Linked DNA regions of Mus musculus: regions 1, 2, 3 and 5 are each linked to region 4. A link is a contact called in public promoter capture Hi-C data. All regions are on one chromosome and are shown on one strand. Each heading gives the region's core, a stretch centred on a gene start, on an enhancer-like site or on the middle of the called end of the contact. The rest is flanking DNA. Distances are from core to core; before and after follow the strand shown. Region 1 holds the start of Bckdhb (branched chain ketoacid dehydrogenase E1, beta polypeptide). Region 2 holds the start of Syncrip (synaptotagmin binding, cytoplasmic RNA interacting protein). Region 3 holds the start of Elovl4 (elongation of very long chain fatty acids (FEN1/Elo2, SUR4/Elo3, yeast)-like 4). Region 4 holds the start of Dop1a (DOP1 leucine zipper like protein A). Region 5 holds the start of Snhg5 (small nucleolar RNA host gene 5).

Evidence for each region. Promoter capture Hi-C pulls out the DNA fragments that hold promoters and counts their contacts. Capture Hi-C pulls out chosen DNA fragments and counts their contacts.
Region 1: a promoter capture Hi-C map of adipose tissue shows a contact between it and region 4, with 6 times the contacts expected there. The contact joins the promoter of Bckdhb here to the promoter of Dop1a in region 4. A contact is called at or near these places in 6 of 39 promoter capture datasets (cranial neural crest, embryonic stem cells, erythroid cells and 3 more), 1 of 15 datasets of contacts at CTCF or cohesin (large pre-B cells), 5 of 115 datasets of contacts at active chromatin or transcription factors (astrocytes, embryonic forebrain, large pre-B cells and 2 more) and 2 of 9 other capture datasets (adipose tissue and liver).
Region 2: a promoter capture Hi-C map of pre-B cells shows a contact between it and region 4. The contact joins the promoter of Syncrip here to the promoter of Dop1a in region 4. A contact is called at or near these places in 5 of 39 promoter capture datasets (cranial neural crest, erythroid cells, hippocampal neurons and 2 more), 1 of 484 Hi-C or Micro-C datasets (CD4 T cells) and 2 of 115 datasets of contacts at active chromatin or transcription factors (embryonic forebrain and large pre-B cells).
Region 3: a promoter capture Hi-C map of pre-B cells shows a contact between it and region 4. The contact joins the promoter of Elovl4 here to the promoter of Dop1a in region 4. A contact is called at or near these places in 8 of 39 promoter capture datasets (the 3T3-L1 cell line, cranial neural crest, embryonic stem cells and 4 more), 1 of 484 Hi-C or Micro-C datasets (cerebral cortex) and 2 of 115 datasets of contacts at active chromatin or transcription factors (forebrain and large pre-B cells).
Region 5: a contact with region 4 is called in a promoter capture Hi-C map of pre-B cells, with 11 times the contacts expected there. The contact joins the promoter of Snhg5 here to the promoter of Dop1a in region 4. A contact is called at or near these places in 2 of 39 promoter capture datasets (hippocampal neurons and pre-B cells), 2 of 484 Hi-C or Micro-C datasets (CD4 T cells and CD8 T cells), 1 of 115 datasets of contacts at active chromatin or transcription factors (pro-B cells) and 1 of 9 other capture datasets (adipose tissue).

What each region holds. Positions count from the first base shown.
Region 1 is chr9:83,923,688-83,926,387 of GRCm38.p6, reverse strand. Bckdhb (branched chain ketoacid dehydrogenase E1, beta polypeptide) reads right to left here and starts at 1,251. Exons shown (of 11, transcript NM_001305935.1): 1 at 1,029-1,251. The coding sequence starts at 1,218. Gm36278 (a long non-coding RNA gene) reads left to right here and starts at 1,383. Exons shown (of 4, transcript XR_379675.2): 1 at 1,383-1,558.
Region 2 is chr9:88,480,952-88,483,651 of GRCm38.p6, reverse strand. It overlaps Syncrip (synaptotagmin binding, cytoplasmic RNA interacting protein), which reads left to right and starts at 1,255. Exons shown (of 11, transcript NM_019666.2): 1 at 1,255-1,596.
Region 3 is chr9:83,805,053-83,807,752 of GRCm38.p6, reverse strand. Elovl4 (elongation of very long chain fatty acids (FEN1/Elo2, SUR4/Elo3, yeast)-like 4) reads left to right here and starts at 1,448. Exons shown (of 6, transcript NM_148941.2): 1 at 1,448-1,814. The coding sequence starts at 1,715.
Region 4 is chr9:86,465,800-86,468,499 of GRCm38.p6, reverse strand. It overlaps Dop1a (DOP1 leucine zipper like protein A), which reads right to left and starts at 1,346. Exons shown (of 39, transcript NM_177208.3): 1 at 1,204-1,346.
Region 5 is chr9:88,521,621-88,524,320 of GRCm38.p6, reverse strand. It overlaps Snhg5 (small nucleolar RNA host gene 5), which reads left to right and starts at 1,424. Exons shown (of 5, transcript NR_040721.1): 1 at 1,424-1,837; 2 at 1,940-2,014; 3 at 2,346-2,403; 4 at 2,605-2,671. LOC115487267 (a small nucleolar RNA gene) reads left to right here and starts at 2,453; the gene lies at 2,453-2,524.

The DNA.
Region 1 (2,700 bases), core at 2-2,501, 2.5 Mb after region 4:
ACTGGGAAACCCCGTCATTGAAATTATTTCTAAAGGCCTCTTTATTGCCTTCCGTGGAGTGGCAAGTCTGGAATCCTGCTTACTAGATTCTGACCATTGGCGCTATGTCTCATGAACTTATGTCCTGTGTACTGTTGAATAATCTGCTTCAAGGCTTCCGTTTATCTAACTGCAAAGCAAACATGAAAACATGACCTACCTCACATGAAATTAAATCTTGTCCTATGAACTAAATGAGATGAGGAATGTAAATTTCACCAATAGCAAGCTTTCGGTTAAATATTCCATTATTGTTCACAAGTAAAGATGGGCTTCCAAAAACTGCCAGCCCCAAGTTATTAGACAAAAAAAAAAAAAAAAACAGTGTAGGTTTTCCTTACTTTCTCCTGGTGCTCTGCAGTTAGACCTAGGATGGAGGGCGACTGCATAAAACTTACAGGAGAAACAGTCAGAGTGAGGCAAAGGTGGCAGGACAGGAGCCTGCCCCATTCCCTTCTGTTCGCTCTTCTCCACCATCTCTATGGAATACTGCTTGGCCAGGTGACAGCGGGGCCCAGCAGGAGCTCTGTATGAGGCTGAAATAGAAGTCTGGATTCTTTCCCATCTTTAGGCAGAACCTGTCTCGTGACCTTGAGAAAATCAAATTCTAGTATTTACTCCCTAGGTTTACATTTTCAAATGAAAATTAAAAGGCAAGTGTTTTACAGACAGTTGCCTCAAGTTAGTGACTCAGTCTAGGACAAGCTAACACCTAAGACCTGATATGGGGAAAGCATGGATAGAACTCAGGGGAAGGGGGCGGGGGAGCGCTCTTTGGACAACTCCTCTACACCCTCAGGCCCTAGCAGAAGGCAGAGTGCCCTCTCACCTATCTTGAAGTTCCAGGGGCTGCATCTGAAGGGAAGAATCACCAAGGACGAGTAACAGGAACGCAAACTGACCCGAACCAAGGAGGCTCTAGAGTAGAGTCTAGAGTCTAGGGCAAGGCAAGGATAGAGCCGGGATGCAGCAAGATCCCCAAATCTCACCATACTGCAGGGACTCTGGGTCCGGATGGAAAGTGAAGTGGGCCACCCGCCGCTTCTGGGCCGTGTCCTCGCCCCCGGGTTGCAGGAAGCCTTGCACCAGCGCAGCGCAGCGCAGTCCGCACCGCCGCCGCTCTGCTCCCGCAGCCCGGAGCCACAGCAGCCCACCCGCGCGCGCAGCCACCGCCGCCATCCCCAGTTCTCAGGCACCGCAGCCCACGCTGCCGGCAGGGAGGGAGGAGCTAAGACGCAGGCTTCCTCATTGGGCAGCCTCGAGGGGCGGGTCCGTGAAAGAGACCAATCGGAGACGGAAGTTCGGGGGCGGGGATGGAGACGCTATGACCTGGCGGCCCGCCCAGACGGAAGCCATACCAAGGCCCCTGCAGCCTGAGATGTGGTCCCTGGGTCCCACCCCAAAATCAGCTGCAGGACTTGGGGTGTCACAACGCGACTGCCTGTGTTCTTTCGCAGTGTCATTTTTGCGGTGCATTTTTCAGTAGCGTTTTCGTTTTAGGCTGTGTTTCTCATAGTCTGTAAGTGCAATATGGTCATTGCAAAGACAGGCGTTGGTTTCGAGTTTCCGAAAAAATCTAGAATTCGGGAAAGGCCTTCACTCTTATTTTGAAATAGTAAATATATTTAAATCTTTAAAATTGATTTTGCTTATCCTGATTTAGATCATATCAAAAAATAGTAAGTAGAGATTTCGGCCTTCAAATCCACTAGGAATTTAAAGTCGAGGTGCAGCAAAAATCACCTAATGGTCTTACTCTGTGTAACTTAGAAATATGCAAGTTGCCGGGCGGTGGTGGTGCACGCCTTTAATCCCAGCACTTGGGAGGCAGAGGCAGGCTGGTCTACAGAGTGAGTTCCAGGACAGCCAGGGCTACACAGAGAAACCCTGTCTCAAAAAACCAAAAAAAAAAAAAAAAGCAAGTTGAATGACTGATTTAAAGTCAAAATAATCAACTTTATAAATTTTATCTTAAAATATTTAAGTGTTTTATATATATCATATATATCACATACATATCAAATATGATATCGCATATATATCATATATATGATATGTGTGTGTGTATTTATTTATCTTCCTTAGCCATGAGTTGGAAGATAGCCATCAAAATAGAATACAACAGAGGCAAGAAAGTATGTCTAGATCTCGAGGAAGGATTCCAGAATGGAGAAAGTATTATGACAGACTGAGAGAACAGAGAGGAAGGAGCCAGGAAGAAACATTCCTCCTGTAGTATTTGTGACCTCTTAACAGATGTTAGGTTTAGCTAAGAAGCACGGGGTAAGAGTAGAAATGGAATTCTACGTATTCAGAAATGCACACAAAGGAGACAGCTTAGACAGTGGCATTCAAATGTGGTAAGAGACTTAGAACAGCATGAAGAGAAACAAGCTCTTGAAGGTCAAAATGCTTCCAGAGGTAAGGCTGACCTGCACCCAGAGGATTAGAGGTTGCCAAAGCAGAGCACAGAGAACCATAGTCTTCCACAACAGGTGAGGTGGGTGCAAAGGCTCATTGTCGTGAAAGAATGAAGTGTCTTCCAGGGCAAGGAAAGAAATGTCTTGTTCCTATGCTGAGAGCCTCTGCCTGCCCCCATCCCCAGCTGCATTGAACTTCGTTTGGGAAACTCTCTTTTCAGGGAGTCAGGCTATCTTTAAA
Region 2 (2,700 bases), core at 6-2,505, 2.0 Mb before region 4:
ACTTTGAAGAGTGTTTATCTAAGTTTCCTTGGACTACTTACTGGCTTATCATAGCATAAAGCTCATTTGGAAGAACAAGTAGCTTTCTAATTGTAGTTTTTTGTTTTTTTTTTCAAAGAGGATAATGCCATTTTTCATTACAGTCGCTCTGGATAAAATTAGTATCCATATCGCCTGAGATACAAACGCCTTTGTCTTGTCTTTCTTGTCCATAGTAAATGGTTACAAAGGAAATGTCACTTCACATAACATTTAATTGCCAAGATGCTTGAAAAGAAACACATTTCCCTCACAGTAGTCCTAATCACGCAGCTTTGTGCTGCTTCAAGTTGTTCAAAGTGTGCCAGGAGGAGCACTTAACTGCTTAAAAGGCCAGGGACAGAAACGGAATATTGCACAATCCAACACCACCGGGTCGGTTAAGCTTCCAAATCTGGCCTCCCTGTCATCCCCGAGCCGGAGGCACAGGGATTTCCTCGCAAACCCGCGGCGCCCCTCCCTCCGCCCAGGGTATTCGTGGAAGCGGAGGACGGCGCGCGCCGGGCCGCGGGATACCCCATTGTCTAGCAGCGGAAGCCGGGGCTCCCCGGGGTGACTCCCGAACTCCAGCCCCGCCACCGGGTGGCCCCGAGCTCCGCCGTTCCCCGTGCAGCTCCCCTCCCCCGCAGCCCCATTGTCTGCCTCGCCTCGCCCCGCCCCGGGGGACACGTGCGCCTGCAGCTTCTCCAGCGCCCAGGGCGCGGGGCGGCCGCGGCGGCGACAGCCCCAGCCCCGGCAGAGCGGGCAGCCAACGTCGGGCACCCTCGGAGCCCAGGCCGGCGGTGGGGCGGTGGGGGGCGGGGAGGGCGGGGTGGGGATATGCTTGTCTCCTGACAAAGAACGAGTGGGACACGCCGAGCCGGCGGCCCCGCCCGCGGAGCGAGAGGGAGTGTCCGCACAGAGGGCGGGTCTCTCATTCACTCGGCCCCTCGCTGTCGCCGCGGCGGAAGGGCGGGGTCTCTCCCCCCCCCCCGACCGGGAGTTAGGGGCGGGGCGAGAGGCGGGGCTCGCGGGCGCGCGTCCCGCGGCGTCGTCTGCGTCGTCACGTCAGCGCGGGAGAGAGAAAGAGCGACTCGGCAGGGACTGGGGACGGGGCCGAGAGAGAGCTAGCGAGGGAGGGCGTGAAGCCAGAGAGAGCCAGAGAGGAAGAAGGGCGGCCACTCGTGTGTGAGCGGCCGCGGACGGGAGTGGGGAAGCTGGGGGAGGAGGTGCAGGGAAGGAAGGACGAAGGCTGAGAGGACAGGGCGGCTAGCGGCCGGCGGAGGTGGCGAGGGGAGAAGGAGGAGCTGTCGGAGGGCAGGGGCTGAGCTGAGGGAGTGAGGGAGAGAAGCGGACGCGCCAGGGAGGGGAGGGAAGGGGGGTCACGCGGGGGCGCGCGCGCACCGGGAGCGCGCTCGGAGGCGAGTGGAACTGGATCGGGTTTGCTGCCAGCGGCGTGAGCTTCGGCCGCCATTTTACAACAGCTCCACTCGCGCCGGACACAGGGAGCAGCGAGCACGCGTTCCCCGCCAGCCGACCCGGTCGGACAGGATTCCTCGGCCCCAGCCCCGCGGGGAGGTAACGACCGCGGGCCCCCGGGTCCGGGAGGGGAGCTCCGTGACATTGTGGAGGGTGCTTGGGGGAGGGCGGCGCGGGGAGAAACCGGCTTTTCTGGAAAATGGATTCCAAGGGGGAGAGAAGAGCACGTTGGCCGGGGCTGCCGGAGAGTAGGCCGCGGCCGCGCCGCCACTTCCTCCTCTCCCCATGTGCAGCCGCGGCTGGGCTTTGTCTGCGGCGCTCCGGGAGGAGGCGCCTCGACAGCCCGATGGCCCGCGCGGAGCGCGAGCGGCGGACTTGGTGCTGTCGTGGCCGGCGGCGCGGGAGTGGGCGGAGAGGCGCGGGGTGCTGTCCCGCGACCGGCCGGCGGGCTTGGGCGGTGCTCGGCTCCCGCGGGCGTGTGCTTGGCGGCGGAACGCCCTCCCCGCGCGGGCTGTCGGCCTCGGCGCCGCAGCCACTGCACCGAGGGGTGCGGGAGGCTGGGGGTCGCGGGCGCCCGGGAGCGCCCGGGGCGGAGAGCCATGTGTCACGGCGGAGACGGCAGCGCTGGGGGGCGGGGAAAGCCCGTGGCCTGGCGCCGCGGCGGCCTCAGTGTTGAGGGGCGAGATGGTGCGGTTGCACGGTTCAGGGGGCTCGCACCGCGACTGCGGGTTGATGTTGGGAGGCGGTGATGACCGTCTTGGCCCGGTACTCGGTGGGTTTCCGTTGAAGGAAGTTGTAGGACATTTGAAGGCGCAGAGCACGTGTTTCTAATGGGTTCCTGGCGGCCGCAGTGGCGAGGCTGCCGCTCCGGGTGCGGAGTCGGGGGCGGGCTTTGGGGTGTGGGGGTGAAGGGTGGAGGAATTGGGTGGTGGGAAGGTGGCTTGTGTGAGCGCTTTGTTCTTCGCTGGCTGTTGTTACTGATCTATAAGCGGCAGGCGGGAAAAGCGCACTTTCTGGTTTACCTTGGAGAGAGACAAGCCCAGCGTTGCTTGCTTCACACACCTTATTCTCCGTTTTGGAACTGCTGCATGTGGCAGGCTGGGCCGGTCGCTGTGCTGATTGGGCTTCATTTGTAATAAGGTTTTTCTCAGTGAGTGTTAGCAGGTGAAGTCAGGGGTGGTGCTCAGGAAGAATCTAGTGAAT
Region 3 (2,700 bases), core at 199-2,698, 2.7 Mb after region 4:
AACAAGGAACTCAAACTGACCTCCACTGTAGAAGAGAGGCTCCAAGAAAATTCTTGAATAAAGCTGCCTTAATGATTCCACATTATATTAAATAAGCAAAGACGGTGACATTTTGTGAGGTGAGGGTAGGAATCTGTTCTCCATCATAAAAACATCCAAGACTCCAAGACAATACAGAGGTAGCAACCAATACCATAAGCAAAGGGAAACCTAACTCATACTCACATTAACAAAGGAAATGAAATTTGACTAGAATTCTTTGTAGTTACTAGATTCGTAACTAGGAATTGAGGTGTAAGAAATTCTTTAATTTGAGAAACTTCATTCTGGCAAGCAGATTTGACAAATTAATAAATCATATCATTTGGTTGATTTCAGAATAAAGCATGTAAAGAAGGCTGTGGGGGTCTGAGTTATATAGCAAATCAGTTACCTTTAATTAGCCTTCCTCGCCGAAGCTCTCTCTACTTAAACAACTCCCACTATGCTCTGAAGTGATGTGCGTTATAATTTTGTCACCATAAATATTTATGACTTGCTATTTATAGCACAGAGTTAGGGCTCAGGTAGTACTCATGTTAACAACGTTGAGCATTTGACTCAGTGACCTCTAAAATAAGCATTCTAAATCAGTCAAGTGGAGAAAAAAAGCCGAAACAAAAGTGGATGGCACATCTGAATAAAACGCATATGAACTTGTTATTGGACCATTCACTGAAATCTTGCTTTATGTCAGAAACTATAAAAATGGCATAGTGTGATTTTGTTGCTGCAGTTATTGTTGTTGCTATTTATTCATAGAGACTGCTTTCTTCTCACAAGTCAACTGCTCTTTTTCTCCTCAGCATCACCCTTTCAGATTGACCTGAATCTCATGTGGTGCAAGTGGACTCTTTTAGCCTATTCTTATGGCTCCATCCTCTCTGAACTACCAATAGCCTAATTTGGTACAATTATATTGCTTTGATCGGCCAGTGTCGCTGTTTTCAATACTCACAAGGATTTAACTACATGCTAATAATATTTACGGGGTGACCACAGACTACTCTCCTTTGCCGCTGCTTAAGACAAATGGCATTCCTTTACAGTGAAACCACCCGCATTTCCTTGTCTGGGTGACAAGCACGTGCCACAGGCGAAGACAGCAAAAGCACATGTGATGGAGGTGAATGATAGGCAAGAACCAGAAATGCATCGCGTACTTCATCTTTGCCCACAAACTCCCACTTTTTCCCGTCCGGTTTCCCACGTTGCATCCGGCAGAACAGAGGTAACCGTGGGCAGGAAGGCAGGGGAGGAGGACTGGGTACGAGGTGTCCCCCTGCGGCGTTCCTGTGGCCCAGGTGGTGGCCCGGGGCTGGCCTTAGCGCGCCTGCGCAAGCCGGCCACCACTCGCGACCGCAGCATCCCCGCGCCCGGGGCGAGAGGAGGCGCCGCCCCGCCCCGCGCGGCCACGTGATGCGGGCGAGGGGATTGGAGCTGCGGCAGCGCGCGGCGACAGAGAGGAGCAGCGCTGGGCGCTCGTGGCTGGTCCTCCTCCTCCTCCGCCCTCCGGCTTCTTGTCTCTGCTGTTCGCCGCTGCTCTCCGCCTGCATCCCCAGTCGCGGCGCCTGGAGGAGGAGGAGACGCCGCTGCCAGCAGGGTTCCCGCCGCAGTCGCCCACGGTCCATCGGAGCCTCTCTTCTCGCCGCTGCTCGTACCTCTCCTCGCCAAGATGGGGCTGCTGGACTCAGAGCCCGGCAGCGTCCTGAACGCGATGTCCACGGCATTCAACGACACCGTGGAGTTCTATCGCTGGACCTGGACCATTGCAGGTACAGGCGAGGGGCCTCACCCATCTCCTCTGGGTGTTCCTTGGGCTGCCCACGGCTCAGACGCCAGTCCCCGGCTTCAGCGCTAGGCAAGGCCCTGCGCCCCCTACCCAGCGCCTTGAGGCTGTTGGGGGCGCTCGGGTCCCCGCAGATGCGGCGCCGCGGACCTCGCGGTTGTGCACTGGTTAATCAGATGAGACTCTCAAGGCGTACTCCCCCCCACCCCCCATCCCCTCAACACTCCCATCTCTTCAGCTCCGCGAATGCAGGAGCTGACTTAACCAGATGCTACCAGTGCAGCCAAGGAACCACCCTGCCCTGACGCCCGCATTTCCCGAGCTCGCCTATTATCTTATGCACTGGTACTCCTTATAGAGCGATAGGCCTGGAGGCGGACGAGGGCTGCGACTATACCTGTCTCTCCGCTACTTCAGCTTCCTTGAAGACTTTGACAAACCACTCATTATCTTCTTCCATTTAGCTAACCTCTTTGTAGTATAATTTCGACTGAAAAGTAAAATAACATTATTTAGCTTCTTGAAGAACGTTAGTTTTTTTGTGGTTTCCCAGTAGCAAATCTGTTAGGCTACCCTCTGCGAGAGCTTTGCGCAGTGCAGTGCCGTCAGGGGGAGGGGAAAGAAGGCAGGCTTTGGGCTGGGGGTCTCCGCAGCAGCACCTAGAGGATGGCTCAGAAGCCTGCATAAGCATAAGTACAGTGTACTGAAATTAGCGAACTTTCCCTTCAGCTGTTGAGTTTGCAGAGCAGGGCTGTCATTGAGTGACTTAGTTTTCCTAGCAGAAGTAATTGTAACATAAATGTTCACGTTTTAACATTTCTTCACTTGCTTTGTTGCTTTAAAAAGTTTCCGAGACCTTAAACGTTAAGTTT
Region 4 (2,700 bases), core at 97-2,596:
ACAGACAGTAACTGAGGGGTAGAGAGATCATACCCAGTTAGCAGCAAAAACAGAGCTTTGAACCTTAGCCCTCAAGCCCCAGGCTACAGTTGTTTCTACTATTGGAATTACAAAGTAGGGCTCTTCACAACAGATGGGAAAGCAATTAAATTTAACCTTTGGGTCATGGTGTCACATTTTTGGTCTATGTTTCCTTCAGTTTTAAAAATTCTTTATTAAAAATTGGGTCCCCAAAAGGGGGTTGCTTTTAGCAGTTCTGAGGAATGACAAAGTTTAATTAGAAGTAACCATTACAACAAGGAATTCAGACTACCTGGGCTATAATTTCTGTCAGCTCAACGAACCAAGGGATTGATAATCCTGTGACTTACTTAGCACATAGCCTAGCACATAGCGACGCCATGCTAATACGAATACAACTAACCTCAAAGTGGCAAGACCTTAACACCTACATATGGGGCTATCATCTCCAGAATGAAAAGTTTTGACCCTATAGTTGCGAGCTACTAAATGAGGTTGACTCCTGTATTTTTCCGATCAAAAAAAAAAAAAAAAAAAAAAGAGAAGAAAAAAAAATGTGTTTGTTGACTACAATCTCTAAATCTGAGTTTTCTTCAACTCCACAGAACTCCGAGATAATATAAGAATTAACAAGACACAATTTGCTTGGGGAGGAGAAAGTACAGTTGCGTGCTATTCCCTCCTCAACAGGATGAGGGTGAGGTTAAGTACAGCGATGGGGCAACTTTCAAAGCCTTGGAAATCAAAGGTGAGGACTGTTAACAACTTCCGTGTGCTAGCTCGGCTTCCTCTTGGTGAACTTGGCTCTGCTTCCCAACCCTCTGCACCGGCACATCGGCGGGCCTCGGTGTCGCCTCGATCCTAAAAGGGACCCACCGGGCTGGCGAGGCAACGGGGTGCCGGGAAGCCTCCAACAAAGGCGCCGGGCACCCGCGCCCAGGTGACACCACCCCTCAGCCCCGTGCCGGCTCTGCCCGCCGAAGGCCACGGGCGGACAGGCCCCGGGTCCCACCGCTCGCCCCGGGCAGGTCAGGGCCCGTTTCCCTCCACCCAGAGGCGGGCTCAGGTGGGGGCCGGGCGGTGACACCCCGACGCCACCACCGCAGGCCAAGCCCGGAGACGCTCGCCCGAACCGTGCCGCGTCTCGCCGCGCGACCGCGCCGGGGGCGGGGACGCTGTTACCTGCCGCGGGCTCTGCTGCTCCCCGCTGGCGCCGCTCTCTTGGCAACCGCGGCAGCCGCACGAAGGCCGCCAGCCCAGGGCCTAGTGACAGCTACCAGCGTGCACCGCGCGCGCCCACGCCGGCGTCGACGTCGGCGGCCTCCGTCCCCGCCCCCGTCCCCGTCCGCTGCTCGGCGGCCACGGCTAGCCGGCGCCACAGCGCCCTCGTGCGGGCGACCGGAGAGACGGCGGAGGGAAGGCGGGAAAGGTGTGAGCAAGGAGCCAGCGAACCATCATTTTGATGGAATGGGGGAATTGAAAACAGTTTTGAAGTATTATTTAAGTACGATCATCTGGATCCACCAGCACTTTATGCGCGTCATTTCAGGCACAGTTTGTGTGAAACCGAGAGCCAGTTTAGCACTTTTTTTTGTATCTAGCCGTCTTTCAAACGCGTATTCGAAAGGGTTGTTGTCTTTACAAGTGTTTTTGCGTGTTCTAGTTTTAAACCATATATGAGGAGCACGCTAATCTGAGGACGCTGTGTATTTTGCTAGGTGTCAATATTAAGTATTGCCAAAATTTAAGTAATATTCTGTGTTAAAAGTATAAGAGAACAATTGTCCTTCAAATAAATGAGTTGCCACCAAATAGTAGTTACCTTTGCTTTTTTTCAAAAATTATTTACTTATATTTTATATGGGAGTGCCACAGGTATGTGTGTGCATGCATGGAGCCCAGAAAAAGAGGTCAGATGCTCTGAAGTTGCAAGCAATTATGAGTGCTATAAACCTAGCTTCCCAGTCCTGTGAAACAGCAACCAAGTGCTCTTAACCACAAAGCCAACCCTCCATCCCAAAGCTTTTACTTTTTAAAGCTATTATTCCCTCTTATGATCTCAAATTGTTGGAATGAAACAGGAATTTATATAGCAACATGATAAACTTTAAAACACCTCAAAGGTTGATATTAGAAAAGTTATCTGAAATCACATTTTCAGTATACTTAAGACCAGTTTTTGTTTTGAGACAGTCTTGCCACATAGCTCTAGACGGCCCTGTACTCACATAGCCCAAACTGACCTTGAACTTTCAGCAATCCTGCCTCAGTCTCCTAAATGCTGGGGTTGCAGATATACGCCATCCTCTTTGGATTAAACCTATTTAGAAATGCTTCCAGTTTGTTCAATGTCAGATAATTATAACTATGAAATTATGAAATGGAACATCAATAAACAGGATTTCAGTCCTGGCTAGTTTTATGTCAACTTGACACAAGATAGAGTCTTCTGAAAGGAGGGAACCTCAATTGAGAAAATGCTTCCATAAGACCTAACTGTAACTCGTTTTTTAAAATAGTGATTGACCTAGGAGGGCCTAGCCTATGTTGGGTGGTGCTATCCCTGCCTGGGTCGGTGATCCTCGGTTCTATGGGGAAGCAGGTTCAGTGAAACCATGGGAGCAAGCCAGTAAACTCACCCTCCCATAGCTTCTGCATCAGCTCCCCCTCTCGGTTTCT
Region 5 (2,700 bases), core at 175-2,674, 2.1 Mb before region 4:
GCTTATAATTTCTGAGCTGGAAGGCAGAAACAGAAGGATCTCCTAGACTTGTGCTCAGCCAGTCTAGCCTGATTCCTGAGCTCCAGATCAGTAAGAGGCCCTATCTCAAAAGGGAATAAATGGTGCTTGCGAGGATAACACCTAAGGCTGCCCTTCAGCCTCTGCATGCATGTGTGTACCTGGGCACATAGATTTAAAAAGAACCAAATTAAGACCACAGGCTTGAAATGTAGCCCAGAGGCACAGTCCTTAACCAGATGCTGTGACAAGCTTTTACCATGTGATTCTATTCCCTACCTTCTTTCTATGGCAAACCTTATGTGATGTTCTTACCCAAACGGCTTTTATTCACTTATTACCATTACTATCACATGTGTGCATGATGTGTGTGAGGGCATGCATGCCACAGTCTATAAGTATGGTGATCAGAGGATAACTGTTAATGTAAACTGACAGCAAATGCACACATAATTAGTAAAAAATGCTACAAAATAAAGACCCGAGCTTCCAAGTGCTAAAATATCCAAATGTGTGTATCCATACATTTAAATTACTTTGAATTATATATTTGACCTTTGAAGTCTTAAGTTTTTTTCTGCAGATAATTTAGAAGGGAGAAACTTAAAAAATAGCAAAGGATAGCTATGTGACCTTAGGCCAACTGGCGGCTTTTGACTTGCTTTCTCCTCTGTGAAACGGAATGTTTAACTTCTCAGCATTCTGACAGTATAACTGTCACTAGTGTCTGTTTCCCGGAGTGGGAGACTTGGGGGGGCGGGGGAATCTGGTGTTGGACCTGGTTGAGCGCCCAAGCAGGCGTTGGATAAGCCTGCACTGGACAGCATGGCTGTCTGCAGACCAGCGGCACCCCCAGAATGCAGGAAGGATAAACGGAGAGCTTTTCGGTTTTCACCCGCGTAATTCTGTCCTCCCAGGTCCCTTCGGCTGCCCCGCTGAATACACAAGCGCAGCGCTGGCCACCGTAGCAACCAAGCTTCTCCACCAGCGGCGCTCAAAGCTGCCTGCGCGGCGAAGTCAAGGCCACTCCCTGCCGCCGACCGTCCGTGTCGACTAGGCTCGAAGCAGGCGGTGACCTCGCCTCCAACTGCGGCAGTTCGTTTGAATTCTGGCGCCACTCCCACGCCACGTCGAGCTGAGCCACCCCGCCAGACTCGGAAGAGACCGGTGGCGGCGAGCCAGCGGGAGCGCGCGCAGCAACGGAGATGCACGCGGCGGCGGGCGGGCGGCGCGCACCACGCCCCGGAATGGCCTGTAAAAAAAAAAAGAGGTCCAAGGCGCGCGCTCCCACGCGTTGCTTCATGAAAAGCCACGCCCCCACGTACTCTCGCGTCCAATCAGTGACAGAGGGAGGGGCAGCCTCGATCTCGCACAAAGGAGACTATAAAAGGAGCTGCGGTGAACCGGGCTCGTTCTTTTACGACGGAGCCTAAGATATTCTTTGTCTTGTCGGTGAGTGAGTTACAGTCGGATGACCAAGTGAAATATAGGGGTGCAACGAGGATTTGGAGGCTTCTGAGACTTGAACTTAGGGTACTGGTGTAAACTTCCTCGGAGAAGTGCGCAGCAGCTAATGATATTTCGGGATTGGAGTCTGGGCCCCAGTGAGATTCGTACTAAGCGGCCTGACTGAAGGCCGCATGCGTTCTAGTTCCTGAGTCCCCGCGTGGGTAGGTTTTTACAGCAGGGTTTGCAGCCTTTTGTGCTGTTCCGAAGGTACTAGAGTCACCGAAAGAGACATCCTATTATATGCACGTTCACAAGGACAATGGCGCCATTGTTCTTCGCGTCTTCAAAGCAGCTACAAGAAGAAACCAAGGTAAAGGCGATGCAGCTTCTATATTTTAAGAATATTGTTATAGTGCAATAGGAAGTGATGTGTGATGCTTAAATTTTGTTTTTTGATTTTTCATTATATTAGATGGAGGGGAGCCCAAAGCATCTGAGAGAATTGATAAATGAAAGAAACATGCTTAAAACATGACCGTTTTAAAGGGTGTGTATTGAAGCCTAGATTTTTTCCCTTGTAAGCATGCAAACATACCGTTGTGAAGTAAGAATCCGGGTTCCTGGAAATGTATTGTGAAGTAGTCCTGGCCAAACTACTCTGGCCTTTGCAATTTGGAGTGACTGTTGTGAATGCATGGTGTACAAATTGATTGTACAAACAGTTGTGAGACATACCGGGTCAGAACAGTGATGAAATACATCCCGAAGATGATGACCTGAAGATAAATGCAGCTTCTGAGAGAAGACCATTGTGTTTAAGTGGTAGTCTTGTTAATGCAGTTCTTACTCATAGCATGTCATGGTACCTCTTTCTGTAGTGAATGCTGACCAGTGAGATGCCAGCCTGCGTGTGAAGATCCTACAGCAGAAGTGCATGTGAGTGGTGCTCTGTTTTGTTTTCTGCTGAGCTTACTGTCGTTGGTCTAGTCTATGATGATCCTATCCCGAACCTGAATTCCTGTTGAAAAACCATAATTACGGATCTGGCTTCTGAGATGGACCATTGCAAAGGACTATTGTGTTCTTCTTTAATGTTGGCAATGACGTAATGCCTGTGTTTTTGTTTTTATATTTTAGGGCCAGTGACACAAGAACTTGCGAGAGATGCCAGTCCGCCTGTGAAGATCCTGCAGCAGGAGTGCATGTGAGTGGTGCTCTGTTTTGTTTTCTGCT